Linked DNA regions of Mus musculus: region 2 is linked to region 1. Evidence: chromatin contacts called from public promoter capture Hi-C data. All regions are on one chromosome and are shown on one strand. The core of a region is the stretch at or near the end of the contact, and the rest is flanking DNA. Distances in the headings are between cores, read along the strand shown.

Region 1 (6,038 bases), core at 614-3,113:
GAGCAGGCAGGCAAGCACAGTGCTGGAGCAGCAGCCGAGAGCTTACATCTGATTGGCAAGCATGATGTGTGGGGTGGGGGTGGGGGGCTGGACAAGAGGGAGGGAGTAGACAAGCAATAAGGGAGCTAACTGGGAATAGTGTAGGCTTTTGAAATCTCACAGCTTCTCCCCAAGGCCACACCTCCTCTAACAAGGCCACACCTCCTAATACTTCCAAAACAGCTCCACCAACTAGAGACCAAGCAAGCATTTAAACGCATGAGCCTATGGAGGCCATTCTCTTTCAAATCATCACACTGGGTGCCTGTAAACTATAGTTAGGTAATGATGTTTTTACTGCAGAAGACAAGACAATAGAAAAATGAGTTACCATTACTTATATTACACTAGAAAGCCACTTGCTATTGCCCAAGCGTCCTGTGAGTATGCACTTTTAAGACCTTTCAAAGTCCCCTCCTCCCCTCTCTCTGCACCCTTCTGTTAATATTAAATACTTTAGCAACTGAAAAGGAATAAAGCTTACCTCTCTTCATCCAAAGGCACGGGTTTTCCATTATCAGCCACAAACATGTCATGGGTCCTCTTCAATGACCTGAACACCAGTGTGTGTACAGAATGCTTCTGTACCTCCTGTAAAGAGACAGCCAAAAATCACACATCTAACAAGAGACCCATACACCCTAATCGACATGAGAGTCATTATGCAATTTCCACGCTAAATATGGAGAAGGATATACACTCCTCAATAACTGTAACAAACTACAGCAATCAACAACGAAGATGAGAAAGCTCCTGTCTGGCCAGAGCTCTTAGAAAAGTAACTGAGTAATGCCTACAATGTGTTCAGTAGATATTTACCGAGCTAGTACTGTATGCGGCATGCAGTGTACTCAAGAGGCAACAGACAAAAATAAGCAAAATAATTCCACATTTTTGGAGGGTTCTATGAAAATAGGCAATGGGATGAGTTGGTGGGGGGAGAATTGGTAGATATAATCAAGAAAGGTTTCTCTCAGGTGATAAGCAGAGAGGGAGACAGCCTTACACGGAATAGAGGTACAAGCAGTGAAAGTGTGGGAAATCCCACTGCAAAGGTGTCCAGATAACTCAGAACCGCAGCAGTTGTGAATGCTGCGGAAGTGTGGGTTTCCAGGGTCGGTGAGGTTTAGACCTCTGCCACCACCAACATTTTTACTCTATAACACTGGAACAGAAAGCAGCACTGAACTACACTCCTGCAATGTGTTCGTTAATCCTAAGCACTTAGACCAGCTGGAAGTTATTGAATGAGTCCGGGCAAAAGATGTTAGGCTAGACTCGGAGGACTGCAGTGGACCTGGAACGCAGTGGGTGGGAGTAAGAAACGTTTGGGATACGCAAGAACAAACAAACAAACAAAATCAAGAACCGCACGCCTCTACTGCGGTAGAGATGAAATAACAGTGGAACTGACAAGACAGCACGGACTAGCATCCCAGCCACGGTGGGAACATCAGAAGCCCCGCCTCCCAGGAGACGGCCAGGTACCTACGACAACACACGGACTGCAGGATTCCCTCAGGCTTCCCGCCGACTGAAGCTCGGACTTGGGATGTCATCGGCCTTCCTCCCACCCCGACGTGCCGAGACCACCAGCTTTGACTACAGTTCCTTTCCCCAGATTCCCACCACTTTCATCCTACACTTCCGTGGGCAAAGCAAAGCTCCAGGGACAAACGACTCCCAAGTACCCAAGCATCACTTTACCTCCACCATGTCGCCGCCGTTTAGTCTACCCCTCCAGCAGCGAAGGAACTCAAATAATCGCCGCAGAAAACGCCGCCACTATTCGGCAGCTCTTTCCGGAGATTGGGGCCCGTCGCCGGACGTGACGCTAACCGCACATGCGTATTGGCAACCCGCCGCGCAGGGGTCGAGGGGCGGAGTCTAGCGGTGGAGGGCGGAAGCTAGGCGGAGTTGCGCGGAGCCTCTTGGAGGAGAGCGGGACTTCGGCAGCCGCTGGGCGGGACTGGGGCGGGGTTTGGGCGGGGACGAACGATGTCTCCAGGCAGAAGGGCGGGTCTCGGCGGAGCTGGGCGGAGTCTCCTGCCTGAGGGCGGAGATTTCAGCCGGAGCTAAGGGAGCGCGCCAGCCTTAACGTTTAGGGGCGGTACCTGCTTCCAGAAGCTTGGTGCTCCTTACTTGGAGGTTTTAAGCAAGCAACTTTTTCGTTTCTTTTCTTTTTTTCGAGACAGGGTTTCTCTATGTAGCCCTGGCTGTCCTGGAACTCACTCTGTAGACCAGGCTGGCCTCGAACTCAGAAATCCTCCTGCTTCTGCCTCCCAAGTGCAGAGATTAAAGGCGTGCGCCGCCACCACTGTCCAGCTTAAACAAGCAATTAAAAAAAAAAAAAAAAAAAGGTTGAGAACTTAAGTTGGTTTTATTTTATTTGGCTTGACGCTAAAGTGTTGAGGTTTTGTGATTTACCCAGGTTAAAAATAAATCTGTGGCTTATATGATCGATCGTTTTCAAATGTTTTCTGTATTGATGTAGTTGCTATTTGCGATCTTAAGGCGTTTTCACAGATTGTGCGTCTTCCTGAACTGTGGTTAAGTTCACGGATACCGTCCTCAGAATACTGCGAATACTTTGAGAAGGATGAAACGTAGCGCCGATACAGCAATGCTCTCGCTCGATTTATATTTTAATTCATTAAAAACATGAAGGTCGTGTTTTTAACCTGAAAATGGACATTTCTAGTCTTTTTAGTTTTGAGCCTTAACGTCAGCGCCATCTTTGTAGCCCGCAAGTAGTCATTTCTAAATGTGAATGTGAGTTTAGCCAAAGGATCTTATTTTCTGTAAAAGTGGCTAATGTTTGTGCACGTTGCAAGGAAATAGTAATAGCCATAGAAAAGAACATTTTAAATCACAAAACACTAAGGAAATGTAAGAAAGACCTTAATGTATCTATGTTAATATAACTACTAGACAACTCTCATTAAACTTGTGAGATACCTTAGTCATCCTGAACACAGCTTATGCAAGGCTCATAAGGGCAGTCTACTGAGGTAAACCACACTAGGTTTTACTCTTCTTACAGCTCTTGAATTAAGCCACCCGTGTGAAAATTTCCTTCTTAAATGAATAGCTTGGGTGATCCTATTATCTAGTCATGAGACCCATAAATCACACATATCATACACAGATCTCCTGTTCATATAGGAACCTGGGTTTTTCTGTTTGCTATGGCCTCCCTCCTATTTTCTTGTATTTGAAGGGATCCAGGATCTTTGGCTGGTTAGGAGTCCCAGTTCAGAGGTGTTGGCGCACGCCTTTAATCCCAGTACTGAGGAGGCAGAGGCAGTCGGATCTCTGAGTTCCAGGATAGCCAGGGCCAGAACTACACAGAGAATAAAACCAAAACAAACGAAAAGAATAAGATGTACGTGTCTTTAAAAGTAAGCAAAAACCTGCTCTGGCTAACCTTGCGAGCTGCCTTTTCTGGACAGTAGAGGTCACTATGGCTCTTCATAAGTGTGCAGAGGACACTTTCTTTAAGCAAACATGACAAATTATTTACGAATATAAATATGAATGCTGCGTTTGTATGTGTGAAAACAATCGTGCAGATTTTAAGGAAAGCCGTTTTTTCATTAACAAAGCTGTTTTTTTTTCATTCAGTAATACAAATCCTTTCAATCTCCTTCAATTAGTGTACCTTGCCTGTTGAGCAATGATCAGTGAGGTAGAATGTGGCCTGGTACAACTGGGACAAGCAGAAGGCCTGACAGGTTTAACTGAAGAGTCGAAAGTCTAAGCAGAGACTGCAGTAGCTGAGTCTTCCCTCTGCAATGCTGCTGTGAATGAGAAACCAAGTCAGTGGATCTGATTCTCCGCTTACTTCCTTTACAGATTCCAATCTGCTTAAGAGACTCTGATAGGACTAGCAGGAGGTAGGGCTAGCATACCCACTCTTGGTCACCTGTCGCGTCCAGCATACTGACAGGACCACTGTAGAACCAGTCCTGAACTCCAAAGACATCCCTAAAGCTTGTGGTGGTTGGTCTCAACAGAAGCAGAGAAGCAGCCTTTTCTTGCTATCGCTCCTATGATCCGTATCTGGTCAGATGAGAGAATGTCCTCTTGTCCCTGCCCCCATGGCTCCTTATCAGCTACACACAAGGATCAGCAGAGGGATCAACAAAGGAAGCTGTCAGCAGAGACAGCGACCTCCTACTCTTTCGTTTTTTGTTTTTTGTGGTTTTTGTTTTGTTTTCTGAGACAGGGTTTCTCTGTGTAGCCCTGGCTGTCCTGGAACTCACTCTGTAGACCAGGCTGGCCTCGAACCCAGAAATCTGCCTGCCTCTGCCTCCCAAGTGCTGGGATTAAAGGCATGCTCCACCACCGCCCAGCGACCTCCTACTCTTTATGCCTGCCACAGACCTTCTCCTACCGCCACGCTGTTCTGATGTTTGTGCCAGAAGTTCAGCTTGGCCTTCAACTCTTACTCTTCAGTTGTAGTTAAGAGAAGCATGCTAAAAAGACTAATGACTGTAACGTTTGCAATCGCATGCCCGAGTAAACAAGCAGAGTCACTGATAGGTCTTATCTGTTTATCCATGCATATACTTATAAACTCACTCAACGGATACATTTGAAATACGCCAGGTGCAAGGTGTGCGATGCAAGCACTCATTGCTACTCAGCCCCTAGTTGCAAGTTCAGAAGCCCTTTTCATTTTAATGTCCATTTCCCTCCGAAGGTTGGTACCCAAGTCACGAAGCAAAAGCCTCCTCTCACTCTGTACCGTTCAGCACGGGTTGCTGTGGCTAACTTCTATTTCCTGTCTTTCCCCATAAACTCATGGCCCTCGTCTCCTTTGTTCACCGAACTATCCCGCCTGGCACAAAGGAGGAACTCAAAATGGCTGCCTAGTTCAAATTGCCTTGTGCAGTGTAGTCTAGGCCTCACATGAACTGAAAAACAGTCACAAGAAGTGTCTTGAAAACTTGGGGTGGGGGTGGGTGTGTCGCACGCCTTTGTCTTTGGTGCCAGGAAGCAGTTGGGCAAGATGGGTCATCTGTTTTCTCTGTCACCGATTGACTGCCCTTGACTTACAAAAGAAGATCACCCAGTGTGAGGAACACTGCACTATTGACTTAGCAAACAGCACTCCCTTTGCTCTCCACCAATGACAGCGGAGTGTAAAAGCACTTAAGTATTTCAGTATGTTTCTTCTCCTTGGATGGAATCGTCTGCTTGGGGCCATTAGACAACTCAGAGTGCTGTTTAAATGGCTATAACTCTAGAGATTACAAAACTAAAAGTTACAAGCTATCACCTACATCTGTCACATGGCTATGAACATCCACGTATATCCTATATACCTGGTTGAAAACTATGAATGAAAGAAATGAATAAGCAAAAATGAGGGTGCCTACCAGAGACACTGTAATAACCATAGATGAGCTAGTCCCAAACAGCAGCAACAGCAAACAGAAAGTACACGTAAAATTCTATAGCTCGCACATGCATTCCATTGGGCACCATAGTTTAGTGGGCACAAAACACGGCCTGTTGAGTTGGACTTGCTCAAGTCTGGTACCAGCATTTGCCACCTCTGTGCCTGTAAGTAGTTAACCTCTGATCCTCAGCTCTATCATCTGTACAAAGTAGTTGTTTTAAGAATTAAATAGGCTAAATGAACATTGGCTAGGCACATATCCATGAGGGTCAGTTCACATGTTTAATCCGTGATTAATGATTTGAATGCCTTGTTCCTAAGTGTATTCCCAGCTCCTCCCACATCATCTGTCCTTTTGGAGGCCCACAGGCACTGTGTGGGGAATGACTGTTAAAGCTCAGAATGCCAGTCCAAGCAGCTTGAAGAGGTGGCTGAAGGAACTTGCATGTTGAACAAGATCTGCCTTATGTATGCAGAGACACTAAAAACACACAGACTTACACAATGCACTCTCACTAGGAGATGACCTGTCAGAGACTGGAAATTTAGTAAGACCATACATCTCAAAAAATTATTGAACTTCTTCAACATA
Region 2 (6,229 bases), core at 2,440-4,939, 2.5 Mb before region 1:
CTTTCCTGCCCTCTCAATCCAATGTCCACCCATTCTCAATGCACTCACTGTTTAACTGACCTGCTGACCACAGAGCAGGAACTTTCTAGGGAACATAACACGTCTTTCCAAATGTGCTGACCAGCTAGTTATTTTGAACTGTCTGTATTCTATTTAGGCACAAGTGAAGAATCTGTTATCTGCTTATAACTGCTTATATCTGTTTATCCAAAAATATGTTTCTAAATGTACCCTAAGACCCCACTAGGTATCACATTCCCAACTGAGGAAAAAAAAAAAAAAAAAAACTCAAAAGGCTCTAGCTTATATCTAGACTTTAAAAAAAATTTATTACGTATTTTCTTCATTTACATTTCAAATGCTATCACAAAAGTCCCCTATCCCCTCCCTCCGATATCTAGACTATATTGATGGCCAACTAAAACATAAGGAAGAAAGGTCCTCAGCAGAGAAGGAGAAAGGTAGAAGTGCTGTATAAACTGAGTAGTATTTCACTCATCTAAGGAAACACTGTATCTACTAGATCTGAGTCTTCACCCAAAAGAACACCTGTTTTTAAAGAAAACATATCTCTTTTCCAGCAAACAAGAACTCCTTCTCCATAGGTAGACACTTTACAGTAGAAAGAGAACCCGAGAGGATGGCACCGCATGTGTACAGCAAGGTGTTGACTTCCTGTAGAGAGACCCAATAGCAAACAGGCAGTGGCCAGGGATGTGGTTTAGATAGATGCGATCCCTCACAATGAAAAGCCCAAATAAGAAGAGTTCTAGGCCTGAGAATCTGCCTTAATCCAATCAAAGCTCTGACTAAAGTAGATACATGCAAGGCACTGACAACAGCCTGGGTAGATCAGCCTTCGCTTGTATTTAAACATCTGAGAATACAGAACACACTCCTAACAGTCCCTGTCTGTGATATACTCATCATCATAACCCTGTCTACACATGCTCCTGAAGATGGAAACTCCATTCCCATTTAACAATATAAGATTCCTGAACAGAATGGGAGCCACATTCTAGCTCAAATATTTACAGTGCTCCTTCCATCTTATTCTTCAAAATGTAACTCATTCCTTAAAAAGACCACACTAAAAGTCTTGCTGATGGTGATGCTGGCTCAGTTGCCTCTTAGGATCAAGTGAAAATAAGTAGCTAAATCGATAACCAACTCGCTTTTATACTATAGCGCTCCATTACTGACTGCTTCTTAGATGTCAATAACTGAGATCACATTGCTCTTACACTGTAAAATCACATACTACATGTTCTTTTCTTGGGTCCTCCCCACTCCTCCATGTATCAGTCTAACTCCTACTTGACTTCTCAGTGTGGACACCACGTTTTTATTCCAGACATTCCTCCTTAACTAGATACACCACTACAATTTCTCACAATACTTCCTCTTGCTCAATTACATGTCCCTCCTTTGGGTTCCAAAATTACTCTTTGCACACTGCTTTTGCAAGAATTATCATATTGTACTCTAATTGTTTGTAAGACATCAGCTCTGTCCACCTTTAAACTCCTCCTAAAGCAAGATCTTTGCTTGTCTGCATTAGACAGTTCTTATCAGCATCTGGTATTTGATAGGCATTTGAAAGCATTTGTGAAAGGAGTGAATCGATGCTATGAATACACTCAGATTTAGAAACAGAATTATAGAGACATGTCTTTATAAACAATTAATGCATCATGCTTAATTCCCTAATCATGCAAAATTCCCTAAGCAAGTAGTTCCTTATCTATATTCACTATGACATAAACATTTTCTAATGTAAACAGACAGTATAAAACACCTTACCGGTAATGTTCCAGGCAGAGATGCATCAAAATAAGAAACCAGAGAATTTGGAGGTGCTGCAAAGCACACTTGAGCTCCAGAGAAGAGTTTAGAGTTGGAGGAAATCTGTGCATGAATTTCCAGTCCTACTACAGCTGCCCATTTGTGTTCACTAAAGGGAAGGAAAATGGTTAAAACGTTACATTTGTCGCTAAATATAAATTCTTATAAACCTATATTTCCAATTATAATCTTGTGTTTTAAATTAAAATTTTATATGCTTATATTTTAAAATGTGTCATTTTATTGGTGAATAAACTAAATGTACCTTATTAGTTAATAAACACTAAGTAAATGACTCAGTAAATAATAAAAGCTTATCTTATCATTATTTGGGTTTAATACAAATGCCAGGATTCTAGTTCTAGAGAAATGATGGCTAAAGAATAAATTATCGCCCATATTTTGAGTTCATTGTTAAGAGCTTGTAGCTACAGAAGCAGGATCAGATACCATAGACTACCACAATATGGTATTCCTTAAAACCCGTGAAAAAGAACAGAAAACCATTAGAGGAAACTTTGTTTTCATCCACCAAGTCCCATCCAGTTCTTGAGATCTAAACTTAAATTTTTTTCATTTGTTCATACTTCACTGCTAGCAAATCTTTGTAAATGCTTACAGTGATATACTGTCTCTTATCTGAACAGCCCTACTCTGGTGAGCCAGTACTCCACTCTCTTTGGGGAATTAAATTCTCTATTCCTATGTATGTTCCTAGTCTTCACTTCTCCCTAGACATTTTCTATATTAGTCAGATTTTAATTCATGTGCATTCAGTTTTGTTTTAAGCAGTTCAACAGATGAAGGAATGAGAAAAGATTAATTCCTTCTTTCTAAAATTTGATAATAAAGCTTTCAAGAGAGAGGAAATAAACTAAGAAATTCAGAAATTCTGCATGTTCTAATTGCTAATCGAAGTATTTCTGCAGTTTCATTTCGTGGAAAGAAAATAGTCTAGTTTATGAAGAGAATAGAAAGGTGATGATTTTGGACATTTTTCTTCTCTTCTTCACTGAAATGCTAAAAAGAATGCCAACCTCAACAAAACAAAACTTTTTTAAAAATTGCCTTGTTGCTGTATTTTAAAAGAAGCTTTAAATCATGTACACGGAAGCAACTAACTGCTGTACAACATAAGCAATTCTTTATATAATCGGGGAAAGATTTCGTCAGTCGACTAACATCCTCCTGGGGTCTAGACAAATATGCCCACAATAAAACCACAGATAGCTAGTGCTTTCTGACTAATAAGACCTCTCCTATCTGGGGCTTTGTACAACGGCTATTTTCTGTCTTTAAATTATTGCTAGCCTGTAGTGACGCCAAATGCCCGCTACATACGAGCCAGAGTCTAGTGTCGCAGACCCCACACGAGTTAGTAGGGCAAAGTATTCCAGTCTTCTGTCTGAGAAGACGACTGGAGGAAACGCTATTTTACATTCGCACGTTGTCCAAATATGCCTACTTTAAGACAGAAGTTTTAAGTGTGAGGCTGAAGGTGGCAGGCCTGGTTTTGTGTTTTCATTTAGGTTCAGTTGCCCATAACACAGGTGACCACCCTCCAGCACACTAAAACCCTCAGGCTGGGCTGCCGGGGCCATTATCTTCGTTCTGCACTTCCACGAGACAGGCAAAAGTACGAAGAAGATATACCCTTTCCTCGGCTTCTGAGCCGTGTGGAGGGAAGGCTGAGCCACTGAACTCTGTCTCCTAGCCCAGTTGGATGTGGGCCCAGTCTGAGAGCCACTTCGGTGGCGGGAACCGCCATCTAGCCATGTTAAAGCCCAGCGTCTTCCAGGGAAACCCAAGCGCAGCATGGGCGCCGCCATAGCGTCGCCGAAGTCCCGGTCAGGTGACCCACCCTCCCTCTGCCGCGAGGCTCCCTGGGAAGCGTAGTTCTGGCAATGCGCCACAACCCGTGTAGCTCTTGACCGGAAGACTACTGTTCCCAGCAACCCAATTCAAAGGCTGCCGGAACTTTGTTAGGGAGGGGCGGAACCAAAGAAGTGGGAAGGTTGGTGGGTCCTGTGTGACTCCTCCTAGCGGGGAGTTGGAGAGCTTTGTGGCGGTAGAGCTTGTGTGTACTTTGACAGCTCTTTGAGGGAGCGCCAAGCAAGGAAGCCTCACCAAGGATTTTATACTCAGCTTAAGCCCGTGAGTTGAAACAAATGACCCTAACATTACCACAAAGGCTTCCTGGACCCTCCAACGCTTTTATTTTTTCTGTCTTGCTCGCACACCTCGCACACAAATTTGTGCATTATTTCAACTGATACTTATTTGCATGCCTGCTATATATACCTAGTTCAATAATAAGGCAGCATTGATATGCTAGAAAGAAAGACTTTGGGGATGTTATATTTTAAAGAATTGACATTTTAGGGAGAGGAACCATACAGAAAAACGTTTTAAAAATTGTTTTCATGTCCGAAAAAAATTTTTAAACTTTTATGTGCTTTTTACTTACTATTTTTCTTAGCCAACATCTGAAACAATTTCTTGTGTTAGAAAGCTTTGATAGAAAAAAAGACATCACCTCAATGGATTTCTTTTGTTGTTTGACTTCAGAACTCATCTTGGACTGGGCATATCCCTCAGTGGTACAGCATTTGCCTACCATGTAGAGATGCTAGGTCCCACCCTCAGGAAGGCAAAACCAAGCAGAGCCTTTCATATCCCTTGTTGAAATTCCAGGTGATTTTTTTTTTTATTTGAAAACTTAGTCTACAATAGTTCTTACTTTCATTGCCTGATTTTAATTGTCAACATAGTCTTAACAGCTATCTTTGATTTCAATGGATCCTTGTCTGGTATTTACCATAGTATTTCCAGAGTACAGAGTAGGCGCCTCAAGAATATATGAAGTAGTACAGTGCAGTGAATGTATTTGACAAATGGGGGCTGTTGAGAGGGTATGTTCTTTAGAAACGCAATAACAGATTGGGGTAGTGGTGAAGGGTAAAGTAAAACATATGTTTCTGGGAGATGTGCAAGGTGAGATTGAGGGACCTGATCGAGAGTTGGAGGTTCTGTACCTGCTCCTTGCTGACAGGTCCAGGACAGAGGAGAGAGGTCCCTGTCCCTCTGGGGTCTCTCCAGGGCTGAGCAGGATGGCGAGTGTCAACGGCCCAAAAGAAACACACAGAGTTGGGAGTCTTGTTGAAGCAGGAACTCAACTTTATGGAGTCAGCCTCTTGCTTATATAAGTTTGGAACATAGGGAGGCGGGTTTTGGTGGGGTAAGATGGCGTAGTGACTGACAGGGTCAATGGCAAAGCTCTACATCAGCAACGACAGGGCAGAGGCAGGGCCAAACAGGTCTTGCTGAGTCACCCCAATATGGAAGTGACTGAGACAGGTCTCAAAACTTGAGCCAGGCTTAGGCTCTCCCACAAGGCCGCAGAAACTCGAGCCAGATTCGAGTTTGTCCTCAAGGCCCAAACCAGGGCCAAAATGGGGCCCAACAGTTCTGACTTATGTGTGTAGTGTATGGTAAGGAAGCCAGAAAAGGAACCTATTCTCTGTGTGAACTTAGGTGCTTGGTTGCCTTGGAGATTTCCAAGAGGAGCAATCCAGTGGAAGTCACTGATGCCCAATTATAGAGAAAGAATAGATGTGTACTCTCTATATTCCACACTGATGTGTTGCAGTTATCGATCACTAACCTACAGATAAGACAGCTACAATTTAGGATCTGTTTCCATTAATATTTAGAAAACATTTTGGCATTTTATAATATGGTCACTCCATTTGGAAAAATAACCTGGGCTGGAGAGATAATTCAGTGGTTAAGAGCACTTTCTATTCTTCCAGAGGACCTGAGTTTGTTGGCCAGCACTCATGTCCAGAGTCACAACAGCCTGTAACTCCAACTCCAGAAGAGCTGGCACCATCGTCAGCTTTCTGCAGACACCACACACAGCACTCCCCTAACCATGTCTCTCTCATACATACATTTAAAAATAATTTTTAAAACTTGATTGACATTTACTTATTCTATATTTTTTCTTTTTTATCTACTTCCCATGAGTAATCTGAATTTTACTTTCATATAACTAAAGAAGAAAATGAAAGTGCATGGAACACAAAGGTGAAAACGTTTCAAAATGTATCTCTAATTAGCTCCTTTCATTCTTTGGGTCCTTGATATATGGGTGTCTTTCTTGTGAGTCCCCATGTTTCCTACATTAGCTATATATGGGTTTCCTTTTTCTTCTCCCTTAACTCCTCGAGTGGGTTTCTGGTCAGTAAAACTGTTTGGGAATGCAACGTGGCTTCACCTTTAATAGGGCTAAAGAGGAGGAAAGAAAGACTTTACCTCACGCTGGAACATAGTTATGAGACACTTCACTACCTCACTGGGAGTATTGAAAGAGGTTCAGAAA

Evidence for each region. Promoter capture Hi-C pulls out the DNA fragments that hold promoters and counts their contacts.
Region 2: a contact with region 1 is called in a promoter capture Hi-C map of pre-B cells, with 10 times the contacts expected there. The contact joins the promoter of Gatb here to the promoter of Plrg1 in region 1. A contact is called at or near these places in 5 of 39 promoter capture datasets (the C10 cell line, hematopoietic stem and progenitor cells, liver and 2 more), 4 of 484 Hi-C or Micro-C datasets (CD4 T cells and pre-B cells), 1 of 115 datasets of contacts at active chromatin or transcription factors (memory CD8 T cells) and 2 of 9 other capture datasets (adipose tissue and liver).

The regions. Positions count from the first base shown.
Region 1 is chr3:83,051,363-83,057,400 of GRCm38.p6, reverse strand. Plrg1 (pleiotropic regulator 1) reads right to left here and starts at 1,863. Exons shown (of 15, transcript NM_016784.3): 1 at 1,747-1,863; 2 at 524-630. The coding sequence starts at 1,755.
Region 2 is chr3:85,571,589-85,577,817 of GRCm38.p6, reverse strand. It overlaps Gatb (glutamyl-tRNA(Gln) amidotransferase, subunit B), which reads right to left and starts at 3,689. Exons shown (of 13, transcript NM_144896.4): 1 at 3,499-3,689; 2 at 1,804-1,954. The coding sequence starts at 3,674. It overlaps Gm46809 (a long non-coding RNA gene), which reads right to left and starts at 1,797. Exons shown (of 2, transcript XR_001783869.2): 1 at 1-1,797. It also overlaps Gm3740.